Regions from separate parts of the Mus musculus genome. Here region 2 is linked to region 1. A link is a contact called in public Hi-C data. All regions are on one chromosome and are shown on one strand. Each heading gives the region's core, a stretch centred on a gene start, on an enhancer-like site or on the middle of the called end of the contact. The rest is flanking DNA. Distances are from core to core; before and after follow the strand shown. Region 1 overlaps Dclk1 (doublecortin-like kinase 1). Region 2 overlaps Nbea (neurobeachin).

Region 1 (4,264 bases), core at 1,070-3,569:
TACACTCATTATAGTATATAACTCATAGACCAGGGTGGTGGTTTGAATGTACTTGGCCCATGGGAAGTGACGGCCTTGTTGGCATAGGCATGGCCTTGTTGGAGGAAGTGTGCCACTGTGTAGGCTATCTTTGAGGACTCCTAGTGTTCAAGCTCTGCCCAGTGTGAATAAGTAGTCTCTTCCTGGCTGCCTTTGGATCAAGATGCAGAACTCTCAGCTCCTGCAGCATCAAGTCTGCCTGCATGGTGCCATGTTTTCTACCATGATGATAATGGACTGAATCTCTGAAACTGTAACCCTAACAAAGACAACCAGGAAGATAGAAACAATTTTACAGTAATCTTTTGGGGGAAGTTATAATCAATCTTTGATCTGAACTCAAAAACAAACTCTTATCAGTTGTGTAGGGCTGGTGTTCAAAAATGGTAGCCACACCCAGGAATTGTTCAATCAGATATTTGAACAATTTGAAAATGATTCATGAGCACAAGTAGCTGAGACAGTGGTCTGACTTCAAATGAGGCAGCTATTTCTTTAGGGTCATGCAAACCCATATGCAAAGGTTTTTCTGGCCTGGATTCCATCCAAGCAGTGTTTGATCTGTAGTTCAAAAATAGCACCACCTTAGAAGAGAGTTTCAAACGTTTATTCTTTTATAAATGCTTGTTTTATGATCCTGTGGGTGTGAGGCTGTCACCTGTAAAAAGGCAAGTCGAGGACAAAGAACTGATGTTCTGAAATAACCCGAACAAGTTTGTAAGGAGCTAGAAGGTTCCATTACTCACACGGGCTCAGAGCCAAGTGGACGGGCGGCCCAGAAAAGGAGTCACCAGTTAGCTATTATAACCTGCTCATTGGTGATCTTGTCATGCCAGTAAGGACACAAGGGTTGGGTGTCAGACCCAGAGAACAAAACCTAACCACAGAATCTGTGTGTGGCAATATCCTCAGGTAGCGTTATCATATACATACATACATACATACATACATACATACATACATACATATATATAGTGTGTGTGTGTGTCTCTGTGTGTGTGTATGTGTGTGTGTGTCTGTGTGTGTGTGTGTCTGTGTGTCTGTGTGTGTGTGTGTCTGTGTGTGTGTGTGTGTGTGTGTGTGTGTCCTGTCTCTCTGCTTTAACTGCTGACACATGATGTTGCCCAGGCTGACCTGAAATTTATGATCCTACTTTGTTCACCTCAGCTTCAAGTGCCAGGTCTGCAGTGAGCACGTCGCCCTGTGCTGGTCATTTTCTCCTTCCCACTGCCTCCATTTTAACCCTTTGTTCCCTTCCCTCTGTGGCCTTGGGCAGTGTTCTTCCATGGGGATACCTTCCAAGACCTCTTTTAGTACTTTTTGTTTTATCTTGAGACACCCTTTCACTAAGTAGTCATGGTTGGCAATGATTGCCTCACTCTGTAGCCAAGGCAGGCCTTGAACTCGTGAGTCTCCTGAGTGTAGCCTCCTGTAGAGTTGATAATATAGGCTAGTTAGGCCACCAAGCCCAACAGAAAATGTCCTTAGGTAAAAATCAGGTTCTTAGAAAGCTTCACAGGAAAATCATGATCTAAAATATTGATATATGTGTGAAGGATAAAAACATAATAACTTTTTCTTGTATGTGTTTGTGCACTGATTTATTGTCTGAGGTCTCAAACAATAACATCCTCCAAGCCACAGATCTGTGTTCCTGCCAGGGATATTTATAAATGCTGCTTGACATTAAAGCATGGAACTGGCTGCTTTAAATATGTCTATATGTATTTCCAACTTTCTTGTCTGCGTATATAGCTTGACACTAAAAGAGGTATTTTTATGCGATTCAAATTAGTTTTCTCAAGTGATGAGTTCCAAGTGACAATTATTCCATGAAGCTGATATTTCCAGAAAGATGGTGAACACCACCATCATCACCATCACCATCAGCACCAGCCTCACAGTCCCACAACCCCAAAGCCCTACTACCATCCCCACCACCACCATCATCACCATTGCCATCATCACTGTCTCTATCATTACCACCATCATCACTGTCTCTATCATCACCACCATCATCACTGTCTCCATCATCACCACCATCATCACTGTCTCCATCAGCACCACCATCATCACTGTCTCCATCATCACCACCATTTCCATCCTCACTGCTGTCACAGTCATCGCTACCATCACCAGCACAATCATCACTATCAAAGCCACCACCACCATCATCACAGCCACCACCACCACTGCTATCACTGCCACCACTGTCATAGCTACCACCATCACCACCACATTCACACCCACTGCTACACACCGCCATTATAACCTCATCATCACCACCATTATAGCTACCACCATCACCACCACATTCACACCCACTGCTACACACCACCATTATAACCTCATCATCACCACCATTATAGCCACCACCATCACCACCACATTCACACCCACTGCTACACACCACCATTATAACCTCATCATCACCACCATTATAGCCACCACCATCACCACCGCCACATTATAACCATCCTCACCATCACTACCTTACTATCATAGTCACTGCCTATACCACCACAGACACTACCATAGTCTCCCCCATCATCCCTGCCACCACCACCTCTCCTATCACTCGCAACATGCCATAACCCCCTCCTCTAGTATGATAACCACCACGTCCGATATCACCCTGACTGCCACCATCAGTCACTACCTCCCTCCCACCGTCATTACCACTACCACGACTGCCATCATTCATTACGTACAACGAGCCACCTCATGAACTTTTGAAGCACAGTATTGTGTTTGTTCAGTGCTCTGAGAGCACAGCCTTTGTCTCTTGGGTATTCTATGTGGCAGTCAGCTAGTGTTCTGCTCATTTGGCGCTTATTAGTTTCTAATTGGTCATAATCATCCTAGAAGGAGCCAGTACAAAATGAAGCTAAAATGATGTTAGAAATAAATTATATATTTTAAACCCATGTTCATGTGTAGCTGGCATATATACATATATACAAATATATATATATACAAATATACATATATACACATATACATATATGCATATATACATATATACATATAAACATCTATACATCTATACATATATTCATCTATACATATATTCATCTATACATATATTCATCTATACATATATTCATATATACATATATTCATCTATACATATATTCATATATACATGTATACATATACACATACACACATATACTCACATATATACATATACACATATACATATATATGACTCTGAAAATATTATTGAAAAATATTTATTCTACTAAAAGATATCCAAAAGCCAATCAGCTTTTAAGACTACAAATGGAAACACTCTCTGGAACTGTTTGTTTGAGTAATGATGCTATTTTGCATGATTTCATTTGCATCTAAGCAGAGCTGATTGAAAAGGTGAGAAAAAGATGCCAACAATAAGATTTTTAAAAAACACAAATAGCTTGGAATGGCGGGTTGGCTTAAAGACATTACGATTTTATAGTCAGCGCTGATCTAGAGTGTAGTTATGAACCCGGGCTTGGAGCTATCCTTTCTCAATGGCATTCAAACATTATAGACATGAAGAGATGGCTCCGTCAGTAATGTGCCGGCTGCACATGCATGAGGACCCGTGTGTGAGTCCCTAGACCCATGTGAAAAGCTGGGCACAGTGACATGTACTTGTAAGCCCAGCGCTGGGGGGATAAAGACAGGCCTACCTAGGACTTGCGGGCCACCAGCCTAGTTAGCATAATCGGTGAATTCCAGGCCAGAGAGACCCATGGTAGAAGCAAGGTGGGCTGATTCCGAGGAACGGTAGCTGATACTGTCCTCTGGCCACCACGTGAATGCACACTTACAAGCACATGATCATAAACACTGAAGTGAATTTGTCAGTATTTCTTTTGTCCTACTCCTATGCTGTGCGTATGAGAGTCTGCTCTAAACCTCAGAGTCGCAGGAATAACACAGTGCCGGCTACCATGTCCCCATGTCCTCACAGTGTAAGATGAAGGAGAGACACATCCTGCCTACAGAAGCCTGCCGGGTGAAATGCCCAGTAAAGAGGGCCAGGCATAATCAAACACAGCCAGTGAGCTGATCAGTGGCCATTAACACAGATAGAAGATGGGTGGAGACTTCACTAAACTGTGACACTCTTCACCCATCTGAGTAAGGTGGTTCAAGACCTGGCCTGCGACAAACTAGCCCAGATTGATTGTTTTATTAAGAAAAGTAAAATCGGCAGGGCGTGGTGGCGCTCGCC
Region 2 (4,264 bases), core at 868-3,367, 360 kb before region 1:
TGGATAGAATCTGGTCCGGTCTCCACCCTCATGCCCTACCAGTTCTGAAGGACACAGGTAATAAAATAGACCAGCTTCAAAGTACTTGCCACAGTGTAAGACAATGCAAAGGACACAAGTGGCTCTCTTGGGTGAGTTTATAATTTTTAACTAGTAATGACTTACTGTTTATGTATATTATTGTGACAAACCCCCTGTTTCCTTGTTAAGATCCTTTCTTCACTGTAGTCACAGCAATGATTTCTGAAGCGCTAATTTAATGATCTGGCATCTTCGCAGAAAACCCTCAAATGGCATGTCATTGTTCTCAGACCAGGGCCCAAAAGCCGTATAATTTGTCTGACCTAGCCTTGTTAATCTGGCTCCCACCCCTCCCTTACTGTTCTCATCTTTCACCTTCCCTCCTCACAACACATGCACTGACACCCTGGACCCATAGCCCACTATGCCTCATTGATATCCATGGCCTTGCTTTCTCATGGGCCTCTGCTGTTCACCAGTCACTCGGAGGTTAGTTTGTAGTATCTGTTAAATGAAAGTAACCATAAGACAATGAAATAGGGAAAGCACTAAGAGAAGTCAGAACAAAGGAGGACTAACTGTACTCTATTTTAAGACAAGGAAGTGTCCTTACAGTCTTCACTGCAGATGAAGAGCAACGGGGCTGTTGCTCTAGACCTGGGCCTTGAGGTCAGAGGTGTTAATTTGGCTAATATCTATGATACAAGTTACAGCCAAGAACACAGGCAATGGCTTTTAGTTCAGTGAAGGATTGTATGAGGTTCTTCATGCATTTGTTGATAATGTCATTTCTAGTGATTAGGACCAGAGATCTTGTGTGTGTGTGTTTTTCTCTAAAAAGAGTGATATTCTCTGACCTCACAAGCATTCTGTGAGATTAGCTCATATTTTCCTTATCGTAAGCAAACTTAAGAATAAAAAAAAAATAAATAAAAAAAATAAAAAACAAAACCCAGGTTAGCTACCTGAGGCTCACCACTAGAAAGAGGGCAGGTCCTTGGAAGACTTAAGTCTATGGTAAGCATGTACAAAGTTGGTAAAATACGGCAATTAAAGATTAATATATAAAAAGCCATCTATGGGTGGGCTACATAAACTCTCAACTACAGAGTGTTTGACCCCTAACTATCTCATAGCATATATCAGTAAAGGACATGATAGCAAATGTTTAGTAATCAGAATTACAACAACATTGCTTAATTTAGGATATGATGTATTTTTAATTACTAAACATAAAATATGAAATAATATTAGAATTTCATCTCAATAAGATGACTAATTCTGTTGCCTGCCAGCTTATTACTGGCATTAGAGAATATTACTGATTGCAAAAAAATACAGAAATAGTTATAAAAATATAATTTACCTCTCTTTAAAATGTGCTAAAAATTTAAAAAAGGGAGAGAGGAGTTGGGAGGAATTGAGGAAAGGGAGACTGTGGTTGGGATAATTTGTATGAGAGAAAAATTAATTTTCATTGTAAAAAAAGATATAATGACATATACATGATTTCTGTTGGATTCTTGGTAGAAAACATATTTCAATAATTTATATTCCAAGTTGAATCTCATTATGTACAATTAACACAATATCTGAATAAAGTATTTGGGCAGCCATTAAAATAGCATTGAATAAAATGTGATGAACATCATATTCACATTGTTAGAGGAAATGTCAGATTCACTCTTAAATGTTACTCAATGTTCTTACAAGCTATATGCTAAAATCACCTACTAATCTACCATCAAAGATTAATTGTAAGTATCTTTAAATTCACAGTCCAAATTGATCCAGTTTGTTTTGAAAATAAACAATTGAGAATACCTTGTCTTGAAAGAGGATTTTTAAATCCCCTATCAGAGTGCCCACTCTTCATCTCTCCATCACTGCCTCGTGGGCCTGTGTTTGAGGATCTTCGCCCTCAGCAGATCTCACTCCCCAGGAGGAGCAGGATTTGTATTTCTATTTGTATTTCTAGCAAGAGACGGGTGCTATGAAAATGAAGTAGAAAAGAACCTGCATCTCTTATTTCTCCTTGCATCTGCTGGGGAGTAGCATCACCCGAGCAGGAGTGACAGGCTGGAGAGGGTGTCAGCCAGCAGCATAGGGCCGCTCCTCCCATCCCCACTTCTGCTTTTCTTCCAGGTGGGGAGTCTTCCCAGTTCTGCTGGCAGATGTAGGAAAAACACATCTATTCATGTGTGGATAAATTCCTGAGAGTTCTTTGGACCTATTCTTTCTTGAATATATTTACTATAGTCCTGAACCATTTGTAATTTACATGGAATTATAAAAGTAATCCTAACCTGTAACTTAAGGTTGGATGCAAGCCCTTTAATTGTACTGTTGACACTGGAAATGTTAATAAAACATGAGCACTGAGGAGGACACATCCAACCTCTGCAGCGGGCGTTTCAGTCGTTCTTAGCAGCAGCTCCTACCCTACTCGTGACTTGCGCTTTCCCTATCCCCAGAGGAAGTCTATGTGCTGCTCATTCTAGTGTGTGTGTTAGGTGACCTAAGGTCAGCCAGGCCATCACTATACGAGAACTTTTAGTTTACACAGTATTAGCCGCCTCTGAAGGAAAAGAAAAGACAAAACTGATTTGACAGCCCTGTTCATGTTTCTGACAATGTTGTCCATGTCTGATCCACATGAGTGCACACCCGCCCTATTTTTCTTCAACATGATCACAGATAATGTGTGTTAAGCGTACGTTTGGGTAGGTGGTTTACGAGTCGGTGTTCCCTCCTGCTCCCCGTGTGCTTCAGCTCACAGGTGAGTGAGGATGGCATTAGGGCACAGGTTACCATAGTCTTTTTCTCTTTACTTTTGTTTACCAAACACTGAAAACAGTAAGTGGCTACTTTAAAAAGTGACAGGATTCCATAAGATTTAGAATGTAAAGAACTTAATATTTATTCCGTTTTGAGGAAATGAAAGCAAATGAAGTAGTAGTGGTCAGATTTTGTAGTATATTAGCTACTTTGCAGAAGCAGGACGACACAGCCAAGGGATGTGGGAAAGTTGACTTGAAGCAAACAAAACCAGAAACCTCAAGGGCTGATAAAAATACTTGAATAATTTAGGAGACTATCTCAGACTAGGAGGAGAGCAAGTTGAAGCACTGCAATGGAAGGTCCTAAAAGTTAGGTAGCATTATATAACAATTGTAGGTATACATGGACGACTTTATTATATCGGTCCATATTTCGGACCTGGGCTTGGTGCCCAGATTTTTATAGAAACATACCATAAAATCAGCATTTACTTGACTATACGTAATTTTCCTTTATATTTCTGAAATGCACACCAATAGATTTAAACTCCTCATCACATGCATATAGTATTCCATCTGGCCACTCTGCCTCCATGTGCAGAGCCTTCTATTCTCCATCTTACGATTTCCCCATGGTGTCTAAAATCTCACCGCATAACCTTTCTTGCTGCCTTTCAGGAAGCCTTTGAATCCAGGCAGTGGAGAGAAACCACTTAACAATGTATATGGCTGAAGAACAATGTCAATAATTTAATGTAATTAAAACAAGAGTAAAGCCATGATGGAATGGCTAATAAGAAATAAAGAAAATTCTAAGAACTATGGAAATTCTGCATATAAGGAGAAGGAGTATGTTGGGCTGGTTTTAGAGTCTGAGATGAGGCCTTTCTGCCATGAGATAGCTTCTGGAATGCACAGACACAGGGTCCACAGGGTCCTGCTGGAGCAGTCCTCTAGCTAGCATTCTTCTTTCCGGGAATTTCCCTCCAAGGAGTCAGTAAAACTGTTCCTGGTGCGCCCTCACCAGAGACGCTGCTCCAGAACTGGTTAGAAGTCCTTGCAAACTGCTGGCCAGTGGGGTCAGTTGGCCATTGTGAACCTCAGTAGCTGGCACAGAGACCAGGCAGTTCTGAAGGAGTGCAGCACAGGAAGCAAGCCCTTTCTCCATGTAACTCCTTGGTGGCTTCTGATTGGCCTTACATCATGCAAGCTGATAGAGGGAACATATTTCAGGGGCATAAATTCATTTTAACAGCAAGTAGTGAAGGAGCAAGGTGGACCCGAAAGACTATAAATTCAGTCCAGTTTGTTTTCTCAGTTACGTATTTGAGCAAATGCTCTTTTTTTTTTTTTTTTTGGTGAGAAAGACTTTTTTAATATTTAAGCTTTTCAAAATGGTGCTCATAATCTATAAACAACCAGATATGTAAAAGGAAAAGAAACTCTAAATTATTTAAGATTTG

Evidence for each region. A called contact is a pair of places that touch in the nucleus more often than the background predicts.
Region 2: a contact with region 1 is called in a Hi-C map of embryonic retina, with 2.0 times the contacts expected there. The contact joins two enhancer-like sites.

Annotation. Positions count from the first base shown.
Region 1 is chr3:55,365,881-55,370,144 of GRCm38.p6, reverse strand. The region is part of intron 3 of Dclk1 (doublecortin-like kinase 1); the gene reads right to left. Among named protein-coding and RNA genes, the nearest start is that of Gm9831, 35 kb to the left of the region's middle. Within about 2 kb of position 2,319, at least 2 of the 459 cell types and tissues checked have an H3K27ac peak or open chromatin away from gene starts, as enhancers often do. A contact at or near this core is called in embryonic retina, where this site is marked.
Region 2 is chr3:55,728,589-55,732,852 of GRCm38.p6, reverse strand. All of the region lies in intron 41 of Nbea (neurobeachin), which reads left to right. Among named protein-coding and RNA genes, the nearest start is that of Gm46804, 23 kb to the right of the region's middle. Within about 2 kb of position 2,117, at least 5 of the 459 cell types and tissues checked have an H3K27ac peak or open chromatin away from gene starts, as enhancers often do. A contact at or near this core is called in embryonic retina, where this site is marked.